Regions from separate parts of the Mus musculus genome. Here region 2 is linked to region 1. Evidence: chromatin contacts called from public Hi-C data. All regions are on one chromosome and are shown on one strand. Each heading gives the region's core, a stretch centred on a gene start, on an enhancer-like site or on the middle of the called end of the contact. The rest is flanking DNA. Distances are from core to core; before and after follow the strand shown. Region 1 holds the start of Gem (GTP binding protein (gene overexpressed in skeletal muscle)). Region 2 has its middle 65 kb from the start of Cdh17.

The links. A called contact is a pair of places that touch in the nucleus more often than the background predicts.
Region 2: a contact with region 1 is called in a Hi-C map of Sertoli cells, with 2.8 times the contacts expected there. The contact joins the enhancer-like site here to the promoter of Gem in region 1. A contact is called at or near these places in 8 of 39 promoter capture datasets (the 3T3-L1 cell line, 3T3-L1-derived adipocytes, embryonic stem cells and 4 more), 7 of 484 Hi-C or Micro-C datasets (3T3-L1-derived adipocytes, Sertoli cells, granulocyte-monocyte progenitors and 3 more), 4 of 115 datasets of contacts at active chromatin or transcription factors (bone marrow-derived macrophages, forebrain, heart atrium and 1 more) and 3 of 9 other capture datasets (adipose tissue, liver and macrophages).

Annotation. Positions count from the first base shown.
Region 1 is chr4:11,702,792-11,705,909 of GRCm38.p6, reverse strand. It overlaps Gem (GTP binding protein (gene overexpressed in skeletal muscle)), which reads right to left and starts at 1,463. Exons shown (of 5, transcript NM_010276.4): 1 at 1,344-1,463; 2 at 1-5.
Region 2 is chr4:11,821,573-11,824,690 of GRCm38.p6, reverse strand. No RefSeq gene overlaps it. Among named protein-coding and RNA genes, the nearest start is that of Cdh17, 65 kb to the right of the region's middle. Within about 2 kb of position 1,705, at least 8 of the 459 cell types and tissues checked have an H3K27ac peak or open chromatin away from gene starts, as enhancers often do. A contact at or near this core is called in Sertoli cells, where this site is marked.

The DNA of each region.
Region 1 (3,118 bases), core at 214-2,713:
GGATCCTAGGAATCAGAGCAGTAAAGATGGCAATATGATTAAGAATGAGCCAGGCCCAGGGGCGCTCAACACAGTTGTCTTTGGTGCTTCATTTGATGGGTATGAATTCTTAATGTAAGAATCAACCACTAAACTGTCCCTAAGCCTAGAAAGCAAAATTTTCAACAACAACAACAACACACACACACACACTCAGTAACTAGCTTCTCAATCAGGCTGTCGTTTGTAGTAGCAGTAACACCATCCATCCATTGCCCATAAGCTCCCTCTGTCCTTAAAGGAGCTTTGGAAATCCCACCGGGAGTTGGCACAGAGGCAGCTGGAAGGAACCCATTGCCTCCAGAAATGACATTACCATCAGCAACAAGTTAGAGCTGCTGGGCACCAGCTGGCCAGGTTAACTGTTCTTGTCTAAACATGGCTCTTAATTGCCCCCGCATCCTGCAGTCTTGAGCCTCAGTGGGAAACACGCGGCAATGACATCACTCCCCTGGCTGGACTGGACAGGCACTTTGGGGGAACTTCCATGTTTAGTAAGGTTGCCCTGATGTCCTCCAGCTGCCTGACTGAAGAGGCCGTTATTTGGGGAGTGGGACAGTTTCTGTTTGAGTGCTATGCCTCAGCTCTACCCTCTTATCTACAGAAACTGTTTAGCGTAGCAGCCCTGAGGCTGGTTCTTCTGAGAGGGGAAGGACCTGCTCACATTCAGACACATCACACTTGTACAAAAAGGGCTTCATTCTTAAGGAACGTCGTCCACTCCATGATTTTTTTACTGTATATAATTATTTATTTTAAAAATTGCACCTTTCTGACGTAAATTAGAAGATCAGAGACTCAGTGAAAAGCCACTCAACAACTTCCTACAACTTTTTCCTTGCAAGACTGCCTTGCCTGACAGGCAGTCTGTTCTGCCAAGACTGCCCGAGATAACCGCTCTATGGTTTTTAACTCAGCAAGCTCCCCGCGTGAGCGCAAGGATCACGCTCAGCTCACACACCCTACTCCATACATCACACCTATGCCACGATCCAGAACCAGCCGGTTTCTTTTTAAGTCTTAAAAACAGTCCCTGGGTTGACAGACTTGCGACAGCAGACCTTGAAGTCTGCCGCCTGGCCACCTAATCTGTAAGGTGACACTCCTCCGAAATTGAATTTAGAAACCCCCATCAGAAGCGCATCCTTTGCGCCTGAACTTCTTTCTCCCACGGCAGAACCCCCGGTACAGACCTAGGGAGTCTAGGGACTGGCTGCCTTCCTAACTTAAAAAGTTCGGAGACCAGGAACGCCCCTTCCCACAGAGGCTCCCACTGGGACTGCCCCTCAGCCATGGCCCCTTACTTGGCTGCACTGGGCGCTGGGTGGGCGTCTGCCGTCGATCCGCCTGCTGCAACGCCTGACGTCTGCGATGCGGGCTCCGCAGTCCGAGGCTGTGTGATGTCCGCTGGCAGTGCCGCCTCCTGAAGCCTCCGCTGCCCGCCGCCGTTTATAGCGCGCCCGGCAGCCCCGCGACGGGGCTTTTCCGTGACGTCAGCGCTCCCGCCGGGAGGGGGCGGCTCTGCAGCAAACTGAGTTGCAGCCACTTGGCTAAATCAGTTACTCGTAGTCATGTGACTCCCCTATCCCCTTGAGGGGAGTGAGGGAGAAAAAAAATGACAGTTCAATCGTTGATTTTGTTTTATTTTCTTTTTATCAGGTGGACACTGGAAAAATACACTTAGTGCTACTTAATCGCCCTTCCCAGCAGAGCACTTGTAAGCTGTCTGAATAAAGGATGAGGAAAGAAACAGGCCCAAGCCGCGAGTCCAGCTTTGCCAAGAAAACAGATCCGTCTGAGTGAGCGGGACTCCGGCCTCCAGGATGAGGCTACAGCCACCCTGAGTGGACAGACCACCTTCAGAGCATGCTCTGAGAAGCAACCAGGCCCTTCCTGCTTCCTGACTTCTTATCTCTGACTTGGGACATACTGCTTTGTTTCCTTCTTCTGGAAGAGATCCAAAAGAGAAGAGTCGGAGGAAAGAGTAGGGGATCTTGAAAAGGGGCAGGTTGGCTCCAAGCAGCTTGTGCTAAACACTGCCATCCCCCTGTTTTGGCCACAATGCTGAATCTCCTCCATCAGAAATTTAATCACACCCCAATCAGCGCATCTCAGAACCGAGCTGCTCAGCATGGCTGGAACTTTGGCCTAGAGCCAGGACTTCCCAGCCATGGGGAGATACAAGGAGGCTCAATCCCCTGAGAGAGCCCTACTGCTTCTATCATTTGCTAAGATTTGCAAAGACCTGTGGTTCTGGTGGGCCTGGAGAACCTTGCCCTTACTACAGTTGTGGATTGAGAACAAGAGGCCCTGCAATGAAACCTGCCTTAAGTACATTTTAAACTGCACTGCTAAGTGACCTCTTCCCCAGGACATGGGTATTTCCCGGGGACGTGGGCATTTCCCACATGCTGTGTTTAGAGTCCATGCTAGCCTTTCCAACACATCCATCTGCTTCTCCAGCCAGCTTCTGCTGTGGGTTGGCTGGCGGCCCCTCGGGAAGCAGCCAGCACCAGTGTCTATTGGAGTGGCTGGGCTGCTCTGTGGTTACAACGGTGTCACGAAGGCATCTATGCGATTTGGGAATTATCCAAGTGACCAGCTGCACCTCAGGTCTGTCAGGGACCAAGCTGGCAAAGGTAGAATCCACCAAATAAGAAAGATGGAGAGTGCCTTAGTCTCAAAGGCAGAGCCCCAAATTTATTTATGCACAAGGAAGATAAGAGCCAGAGCCAGAATAGACTATAGTTTGGCCACTCAGGAAGACTTTAGGTGGCCAAACTAAAGTCTATTCTGGGTACCATAAAGCTCTGGATACGGCTCTTCACCAGCCACGTTTTTCCTCAATGTTAACACGGTGGGAAGGGACACGGATGTAGAAAGAAAATGAGGAAAAAGGACTGGGGGGGGGGGGGAGAAGAAAGATGGAAACAATGAGGGAGATGATGGAGAAGGAAGGAGGGGCAGGGAGACAACTACCCAACTGTGAATACGTCTCTGAGGAGAGGCATTTCCACGCAGATATCCACATTTCCTCCCAGGTCTATTGCTCTGGCGACTGTTCTCAACAGAAACACTG
Region 2 (3,118 bases), core at 456-2,955, 120 kb before region 1:
CTGCATTGGACTTTATTAGGATTTCCTTTATTTTTGCTTTTTGTTTCTGAGAATGGGTTACAAGTAGTCCAGACCAGCCTCGAATTAGCTATGCAGTTGGCCTTCAGCTCCTGATCTTGTGGAGTGCCTCTGCAGGAATTGCTCTAGATTGGAACTTTTCTACCAAAATTTAAAGTTGTGAGGTAAGAGAGCAAAGTACACATTAACTCTGCAGAGACCTCTATCTCACCAGGTGTTTAGGCAGTGTTGCCTTTGGGCTCCTCCCTTAAGTCTCTTGTTGTTGCAGATGATGGGAGAGCAAGTGTGCTCCTCTGTATTGGTGTCGACAGTGTGTGCTCATGCTACAGGGAGGAGCCAGTATCTACTGACGCTGCTCCTAACACTGTTGGTGACCATGATGACAGTGCTACTGTCTGTGGCCTTCTGTTACGCTCTCAGTAAGTTTCTAGTCACATGCAAAGAGTTGCTTTACTAGAACAAATTTCCAGAGTTTTTGAAGTATATCCTTCCTTTATCCTCTTCACGGGAAACTGTATTTCATGTATTCACTTTTCAATCAAATGAACATTTACTGATCATATAACACGTATTAGAGACCCTGAAATCAATTACTTTAGATGGCACAGCCATTGTATGGATTAGATTCCTTTAAGTCAATGGTCTGAGGTTGTGTATATTCAGGCTGTAGTCCCCAAGGGAAGACATGCCAAAGATGTCTGCTCCCCATCCTGTTGCTACCCAGTCTGACAACACCTTCAAAAGCAGGTGGGGAAGGATGAATTATTCATCTTTTTGTTTTCCATTTTGCTCTTGGAACATATGATTCCATTTAAAAGTTGGTCATGTTTGTCCTGAATTTGTTCATCTGAAAGTGATTTAAGGCAACTAATTTAATGATTGGAACATTTGGGAGCTTTTCCCAGGGCACCAAAACTCCTAACATGGTTTATGAATTTTGTTGCACTCGACTGACTGTTCCCAGCTGTTGTGAAGCCGTTACCAGCTCCCTCTGCAATCCCCCCACCGGACCTCACAGAGATGATCTTGGTGCTTGGTCTTAGGATGAAGCTCTCTCTGACTGTGATAAAAAAGCAGAAATAAGATTGGCCTAAGATGGGCAAACATTACAGTAAATATGGACTAATCATTTTGAGATTACCCTTGGAGAAAGCAATAAATAATTCCAAATAAATTCTTAGAGGAGTCCTTGAACCTAGAATCTGGGTACATCCAGAATTACACATAAAGACCAGATAGAAAAGACAAAGTAAATGGAATGGGAACTGTAACAGCAAAAGTTGTTGCGATTGCTTCTATGGATAAGAAAGTAATAATGGTCATTCATGGGTTAAGCTGTGGAAATCTAAAGAGGTTCCTTCGCTGGGCACACACCCTGCTCTGAGAGAGCTTTGTAGGGCCAGCAGGCATCACTCCCACTACAGAGAGGAACACTTCATTAATTTCTTTTCTCTCTCTCTTTTTTTGACCTTGAGAATTTTGCCATACTTCCTTTGTATTCTAAATATTATTAATATGGGAAACCCTAGAAATATTATTAAAATTAAGCTGTTTTAAGAAGCTGAACATATGTCAAAAAGAAAACCATTCATGGCAGAGTTCCAGAAAGCACTAACCTGAATGATTCACCCCTAGCCTGTCAGATGACCTTGTCTTTGCCAAAATGTAGCAATTAATATTCCCTTTAAACTCTGGAACAGCTAGAAGCTTCCAAAGAGTGTTGCTATTTCCTTAGGAGCTTTGAATTGTTCTAGTGCTGGTGAAAGTTATTTTGGGCTCATTCTGCTCTTGTCCAATCTGGTCTAATTCCTGATAAGGAAAAGATGCTGAAGTCAAAACACAAATTGGTTAAGATGTCTTTTTTTTATATGGTTTATATGGTGTTTTAACCAGTTTTTCATCGCTGTGACAAAATAACTGAGGAAATCAACTTAAAAAGGAAGAGCTGTATTTTGACTTGTCTGTGGTTTTAATCTGTTGTCCGTTGTCTTTGATGCTTGGGGTCAATGGGGTCAAGTGTGATGGAACAAAGAACAAAGTTACCTTATAATGACCAGTTATTGTTGAAATGGGAGGAGGAAGCAATGCCTCAATATCTCCTTAGGACATACATTTAATAATAAGAAATTATTCTTTCTATCAGACCCTACTTCCTAAATGTTGGTTCTGCCATCTCCCGATAGCACCACAGGTTGTAGACAGAGACACTTCCAGTTCACACTATGTGTTGCAAAGGGTTAACAGATGACAACTTTGAACTCAAGGGAACAGAAACAATCTCCACCACCCAAAAAAGCAAACAGAAAATGCAGCTTCTCCAAGACCTGGGAGTCCTCCAGCTTCATTCAATGTTTCTTAGGCATCTGTCATAGTAAAGATCATTCCAGGAGTCCATGGAAAACTCACAAAGACAATGAAACATGACCTCTGACTCCAAGATCTCAGCATGTGGGATTGATGTGGTAAGGCAGGAGAGGCAAGCACATGAACACATGGTGACAGAACGGCCTGATGGGCTATAAAGAGGCATCTCTCCAGATAATTAAGGGGAAGGACTGCTGACTACCAACCAGGACATGCAAAGGTGACAAATTTTCACTTTTTCTTACTCTCAATATCTATAATATGGAAATTCAAAATAGCAGAAACACATTTCAGTGTTAAAATGGAATTCTAAAATAAGGACTAATAGAATAGACTATAATTGTTGAGGTCTGCCGATATTTCTAAAAAACTTGAATGAATTCTAAAATATAGCCACATGAGAGTCTTTCTGGACAAGGGATTTTCTGTCATATGACTCAAGAGTGAGGAAAATATCTATAGCCATGTTTCTAGTACATTCTTCTTCCTGTGCCAAGGACTTTACTCAAGGTCAATTCCACAATCCCTCAAGGGAGTCCCTCAAACTAAACTAGAAGGAGCCAAATAAAATTTTATGGTCTTAGCCTTGTATTCCAATAAGAGGAAGGAGGGACCAGGTGATCATGGAAGCCAGAATGGATCCAAATAATGAAGGAGCCTCAAACCCACAGAGAATAGAAGACTACCCTTTATTCTCTCTGGCTACCCATAGTTCTGGAATCTGCCCACTGTGTTC